Regions from separate parts of the Mus musculus genome. Here region 1 is linked to region 2. Evidence: chromatin contacts called from public Hi-C data. All regions are on one chromosome and are shown on one strand. The core of a region is the stretch at or near the end of the contact, and the rest is flanking DNA. Distances in the headings are between cores, read along the strand shown.

The links. A called contact is a pair of places that touch in the nucleus more often than the background predicts.
Region 1: a contact with region 2 is called in a Hi-C map of the N1E-115 cell line, with 9 times the contacts expected there. The contact joins two enhancer-like sites. A contact is called at or near these places in 1 of 484 Hi-C or Micro-C datasets (the N1E-115 cell line) and 1 of 9 other capture datasets (embryonic stem cells).

Annotation. Positions count from the first base shown.
Region 1 is chr5:101,494,858-101,498,178 of GRCm38.p6, forward strand. No RefSeq gene overlaps it. Among named protein-coding and RNA genes, the nearest start is that of Gm42131, 47 kb to the left of the region's middle. Within about 2 kb of position 1,579, at least 10 of the 459 cell types and tissues checked have an H3K27ac peak or open chromatin away from gene starts, as enhancers often do. A contact at or near this core is called in the N1E-115 cell line, where this site is marked.
Region 2 is chr5:101,089,241-101,092,797 of GRCm38.p6, forward strand. No RefSeq gene overlaps it. Among named protein-coding and RNA genes, the nearest start is that of n-TDgtc1, 98 kb to the left of the region's middle. Within about 2 kb of position 1,806, at least 21 of the 459 cell types and tissues checked have an H3K27ac peak or open chromatin away from gene starts, as enhancers often do. A contact at or near this core is called in the N1E-115 cell line, where this site is marked.

The DNA.
Region 1 (3,321 bases), core at 329-2,828, 410 kb after region 2:
TATATGCATCGGTGCCTACCAGTGGCAAGCCTTTAAGAAAACCTGTGTTGTGTGCTTTGAATAATCAAGAAATGTTGCACAGTAAGGGCTCTGATACAGTTGGCTGCGTGCTGTGAGCTTGACAACAACTTAGACGAAGGTGCAGGCTTGTGGTTTGGATTTTATCTTACCTTATTTTTGACCTGGAGCTGTGGTGCTGCCCATCCATCCACACGGCAAAACATCTGCTCCGAGCAATTTATTGTGAGCAAGGAAAAGTGTCTTTTGACTCAGAGTTTCACAGTCCATGGTCGCTTGATTTTGCTGCCTTGGGGTTTGTGACAGTGCAGATGAACCCAAGTTTCTCAGCTCAGGTGAAAAAGCAGCAAAGAGAGAGGGAGGGGGTCTTATTCCTCAGTGTCCCTCCCCAAAGCCGCCTGTGATGTAACCTCCTTCCAAGAAGCCTCACCTTCTGAAGATTCTACCAGTTCCCGACAGGACAACGGGCTGTCAATCAGCCTTTAGCATATGAGCTCTGGGAGCAGTTAAAATCCAAACCTGACTTCCTCTTCTTCCCTGAAACCTGTTTGTTCTACTCCCGTAGCATATCTCAAAGCTGACAGTGTAAACGTTACTGGTTCACCACTGACTCGTCCTTTAGAAACAGCCCTGCCTGATACTGATATTATTATTCCTGGATACCATTTATTCGAGATTCTGGCAAGTTAACTCAACAGAAGACCCTAATGCCCATAGCTACATAACACCACATACCCCTTATCTCATCTTTGGTACCAGAAAGTGGGACATAATGTGACTATAAGACTGAATGGTTGGTCATCCCCTAAAACAGTCAAAGTGAATTCAGTAGAAAAGTAAGGCAGGGGCAAGAAATACAAGGTGTTCTCACCAAATCCACCCCCCCTTTTTAAATATTGCTTTTATTTTCAGGAACCTCTGTGGACACATCTGAATTTATGTGAAGGCAGCAGATGTCTGTATTACACTCATAAGACAACCTAAGATGACAAAAGTGCAGTGCGGGAGCAAGAAGAAGACTGTGACATTACAAATGTGACATCGCAAAGCATGACGCTTACAAACCGGAATTGCTTCACATTCACATGTGCTATCCTTGATCTCAGCAAAAAGCTGAGAAGTGATAGCTTTGTAAAATACTTCCCCTTGAGGGTCTCTTTTGGACAGCACAGGGTGTTACCTCTTCATGACCATCATTCAGTCACTGTCTCTGCTCCCGTCCTACAGCTGCCAAGCTGATTGGTCGCAGCAGAGACAGCGCAAGAGACAAAGGTGGAAGAGCTTCCTGGCCCTTTGCAGAAATGTCTTTTTCCACTTTATTTAATATTCCCAAGGGAGTGTATAGTATTCAGAATGTCTAACACAATCTTTTGATGATCATGCAACAAATAAAACTCGTCTCCTTGTGTTTGATGTGGCAGAGAATACCGCGTGGACACGAATGTGCTCCTGAGTTCTGTGGATGCTCCATGAGAGCTTCCTGGCCAGCCAGAGGCCCTGTGTGTTCTGTCAACTGAGGGACCACAGTGGAAAGATGGCGTCTGAAACCAGGAGACAACGGAGTCCCAATCACTTGGCCAACTCGTCCAACCTCCATTTCCTCGACTTTAGGATGAGAGGTTCGTGGCATCCTTTCAGGGTTGTGTGAACCAGATGAAATTATCCTTGGGTGAATCCTTTGTTACCCCCATAGATTACACAAAACATGCAGTGCCCAAGGCTTCGTAAAAAGCATTCTGACCAAGGCCATTGAAGCCAATGATGGTCACGATTGCAGGTCACCATAACTGTGAACTTTGCACACGGAATCCAAGGCCCCTCTCCAAAATAAATAAATAAATAAATAAATAAATAAATAATTGTCACTTTGAATTAAGAAATCTTGAGACGAAGGATCAACACTCGAGGGGCTCTGGTCCAAGTCCATGTTTGGAGTAATTTCTGGGCAATCGTCACAGATGTCAGCCATCTTCTTCCTCCAATGACTGGTGGTCGAGGCCACAGCATCTGCACCAAAGGATCTATATCCTTTAGCTGTGGCCCACACCTGCCTCTCCTCACTGTCTCCTTTATCTTCACTAGGCCCTCTTTGATCCTTCGCTCATTTCTAATTCTGAAGGCCCTTTGAGAAAGGGGGAGGGGAGGAAAACAAAAGGTTAATTTTCTCCAGCCTGCCCAGGCCGACTTAATGTAACAGAAGGCAGCAAATTGTATTGATTTAGTGACATGCAACTGTCCAGAAAGAGCTATTTATACATTATTCAGGACAAACACTGTCATAATGGACAAACAGCAGCAGCATCTGGGATGTTAATGTCTACAAATAAGATTATTCTTTGAAAGGATTAGGATGGAGCATTTTGTGTAATTAGATTTCTCCGTTTCAGGAATGAATTGCCTTTTAGCAGTAAAAGCTGTCACTGAGGGAGCCATTAGCTCCTTATAACTGAATTAAATGCATAATTAGTGACATGATCACATTAGGATTTGTTTCATTTTTAACTAATCTGAGGAGGGAGGGACCAAGGGAGAGTTGGGGAGAGGAGGCGGGGCCATTTCCAGGTCACTGCGGCCTTCCTTAGCTCGGGATAGGCCTCAGCTGGTGAGCTCGAGTTGGTAAAAGTCAGACGCCTGTGAATCAGAGCCCAGGCCTCGCCACGGCGACGGCCAGGCTATTCATCACTGGGTGGTGGGTGACAGTGACTGATGGGCTGGACCCGGGCCTGGCACTTCACCAGTGCAAGAATCATACGAGCCAGGGAACAGAATGACAGCTGGAGCGCCGTGTCAAGTGGTGGAGAGACCAGAGCTATTAATAATGTGTGCCACATGATCTCAGCCGCGAGAAAACAATGATTTAGACATTGGTGAGAATAAAGATTTTACATTTAGTCCGGGGGTGACTCTTCTCCTTGGCACTTGTAGAATAAATCGCTACGCAATCAGCATGTATGAAATCAGGCAATGCATACATTAGAGGCGGCCTTGCGAGGGAGGGGCCTGAGTCGGGATCTGGAAATCTTGGCGTGCTCCTGACTCCGTCTTCGTGGAGCGTCTGTGGAAGCTTCGGGTAGCAAAGGGTAAGAGGATGGTGAAGAGATGACTTTCACTCACGCTCTCATTTGGCCTCTCACCCTTCCCTTTCTGGCATCTTCCCTGTTCTGGGATCCACCAGGGATGATAAGGGAGAACCCAAGCGTCCAGGATGCGCTCTAACTCTTGGAACTGAACTAAACTGAAAGGGAGCCGGGACGCCAAGTGTGGCTTGCTAAAGTATTGACATTCTGTCTACCTTGGGAACCT
Region 2 (3,557 bases), core at 556-3,055:
ATGTTGGATATTAATGGGGTTCTAAAGAGTTCGTATCCAGTTACAGACTATAACTGTCAGGCCATGAAACCCATGTGAGCCTCTGGTGCCTTTGGGGATGAGTGTGGCACCTTCAACCTTACTCTGAAGGGCTCAGAGAGGCTGGGATAGATATGGAGTTCTTGGACTGTACTGCCGGGAAGTACTTAATTATGTTAAATGTTAAATAATGTAATTATGATTTTAAACACCTCACTGCTTTAAAGGCCAGTGATTAAGATCAGAAGACTGGCTAAGAGGTTGTGGTAACCCAGGCCAAGGTAACTGAGTGGGCAGAGGTGGGGTCTCCAGACAGCTGGGATGGGAGAGCCTTCACACTCTTTTTACTGATTGAATGGTGTGTGGTGGGGCTAATTGGAAATTAGTAAGGGAAGAGGATGGTAAGAAAAAAAATAAGGAGGTTAAAGTCAAAATCAGTCATCTTTTCCATCCGGATGTTTAAAATATATACTGAGGCCAGCCTTTGGGATGCAAGATATGGGGCACTAAAGACGAATTATGTTTTATGTTATTATACCTAAGAGTAAAGGAGACTTCCGGAAGGAGGGACCCCTTAAAAGCACCAGGGCAGAGATGGGCTGTGGGCTCTGGGCTGGAAATCCATGCTTTGAGGTGGTGACTTCTAAGTGGATGGAAAACTTTTGTTAGAATGGGTCAGGAAATATTTTAGACTATGGGGATGACCAGGCCTTTGCTATATCTACCTACCTCTGCCATCTTCGAACCATGGCAGCCACAGACAAAACTTAAAGAACGAATATGAAAATTAGATTTATAAAAACGGGGCGGGGTAGGATGTATCTTGGAAGGTTGTGGCTGGAGCAAGGAACCAGGGTGGGTGGGTGAAGAAAGCCAGTAGACTCCCAGTTGGGGCCGTCAGGGTTACAGGACTGCATAGCATCTTCTTGACAACACAGGAACTGCTGGAAAAGACACTGAAGCTAAACATGACTGCTGTGTGTTTCATTAATCCTACGGGAAAACCTACCATGAGATGGTAAAGATGGAGGAGCGATGCCGCAATGTGTGCTTTCTATGTTCCAAACTCCTCTCTCTCCATGGCGCCCTTGCCCTGGGTCTCCTATTTCTATTTATTCTTCTTCCTTCACTTTCCGAAGCTTCTCCCCCTGATCTCTCTCTCCTGCACCCCGAGGAGGCACCCATACCACCACCAGGTGGGTGAAGCGATACCCGTGCAGCCAGCCATTATGAGTAGCATAAACAAATGACAAATCTCAGGGCACAGGAGAGGTAACAAGAGGCTGATCAGTAGTTCCAGTTATCTTCCCCGCGTGTTTATTGCAGTCTGCTGCAGTTATTTCTAAGGGCCTGACATTGATCGACAGCTTCTATTAAGCCCTATCCAGGGCAGCTGGATTGAACAGATACATTAAATAAAGCAGTTATTGCTTTTCATTGCCTTTCTGTAAAATATCACTGCTAAATAGCTTCTGCCATCGCATGCAGTTAGGTACATGGTTTTAATTTGAGGGACTGCTTTATAACATTGCACAATTGACACTGGTCTTTGTTTCCCCTACAATAATGATTGTGTACCTCCTGCAGAATTGATGGGCTGTCCTTTGAGGTGGAGTTGGGAAGGAGGGGGGCCCTGCTTTGTTATTTTCTCTGTCTGTCTCTCTCTCTTTTATACATGCCAGGTTTGTTACTTGTTTGCAGCCAGGGCAGGAACAATGTCAAGGGAGGGCTCTTATCTCAGGATGTTGTAATGTAGGACTGTAAGCCTTCTCCCGGAGACAAGATAAGCACAGCCCTACAAGCACAGAGAAAGATAGGGGTGGGGCCGGGCACCCTATTGAGATGACAATGGGAAGCCATTGAGCACCTCTCGCGGCTCTTTCTCATGACATGGAAATCTGTGCATGTGGATCGGTGCATACAAGCATGAAAATAAAAGTCTGGAATGTTCACTGAGTAATGATGCATTTGGTACAGGATTATGCTGCCCAATGATATTCTTGTTTTATCTCTGGGCTAAACGCTGGAGCAGCTGTGTGCTTTGGCACCGTGTTCAGTCCCTCCTTTGGTGTGCTGCATATTAATCCTTTATTGAAGTAATTAAATGCGTGCTTAATGGCGACGAGCTGGCTGGCTGAACGTACAATTGAATTAGCAGTTATGATGGCGAACGTGCTGCACAATGAACTAGACGCAATTACTGTAGGCATTTCTCTCTCCGAGTCAAATCTGGCTACATGACACGACTTAATTAGAGGTTGTTAGATACACTAGTCGCACGAGCCTCTTGCGGGCGTGTGCTTTAGTTAGAGTGCCTGTCTCCTGTGCCCGGTATTCACCCTTCACACCGACCTTACTCAGACTCTTCTGCCGTGTAGACGAAGTCTGACATTTCCCAGGACAAACAGGAGCTCACAGCAACATCTTCAGCAAGATTCTCCCCGAAGAGTCTCACATCCCTGCTCCAGCTCTGTCCAGGTGAGTGAGGGGCGGAGCTATGGCAGGACCCAGCAGGCTTTGTGGACTCAGGGAAGGCATCAATAATGGAGCTTTTACATGGAAGAAGATCTACTCTTTGACTCTTCACTTCTGCGGACGCTGAGGAGAACCTCAGCTGCCTCCTACTCATCTGAGGAGAACCTCAGACTGCCTGGGTCTTGAGAAGCATGCTGACGGCCTGTTTCTCATCCCTTCCTGCGAGCTGACTGATGTGCTGTACACTCTTCAGTGAGGGCCTTCGTAGCTCCTTCTAAATATTAGATAACTTAATGCATAAAGAAATAAACTAACTAATCCTGTCCATACTTGGGAATTCCCTGGTGCATTTTGAAAAACGCTGATGGCAGCTGGACATGGTGGAGCGTGTCTTTAATCCCAGCTCTCTGCAAGCAGAGGCGGGCAGATTTCCGTGAGTTTGAGATTAGCCTTATCTCTATAGTGAGTTAGGTCAGCCAGGGTTATGTAGTGAGACCTTGTCTCTAAATAAATAAATAAATAAATAAATAAATGTCCAAAGCAAACCAAAACCACCACCACCAAATCCAATAATAATAATGATAATATTAGTAATAATAATAATGGTACTAAAACCCAACAAACATATGAGCAAATTACACCCCTATAAATTTAATTGCCTTGGCTAGATCAAGGTGGTTGATCCTAGTTGTACAGAGACCTGAGAAAACAAACCAGCTGAAATATCTTTCCTCTGGAATATTTTAAAATCTGGTCACTGCCTTTCCTTCTGTCACACTTCTTGAACTCTATGGTATTCTGTTGGAGGTTGATTCACAGCTGCATGAGTTATGGTGGATGTCGGCAGGTGACAATGGGGTAATGGCCCGTGGTTGTCTTCACCTGATGGACACAGCTATGGCTTCTTCTCGTCTTTCTACTGTTCCTGGGTGACCTGGGAAACATGGTCCTAGGATTTATAAGTCCATCAATTCCTGACCTCCCTGATCTGCCCAACCAGCTAGGGCTCTCATTACTCATGGCCCCTGGTTTGCTTGGAGTTATTTACCAAGCAGCCGATCGAT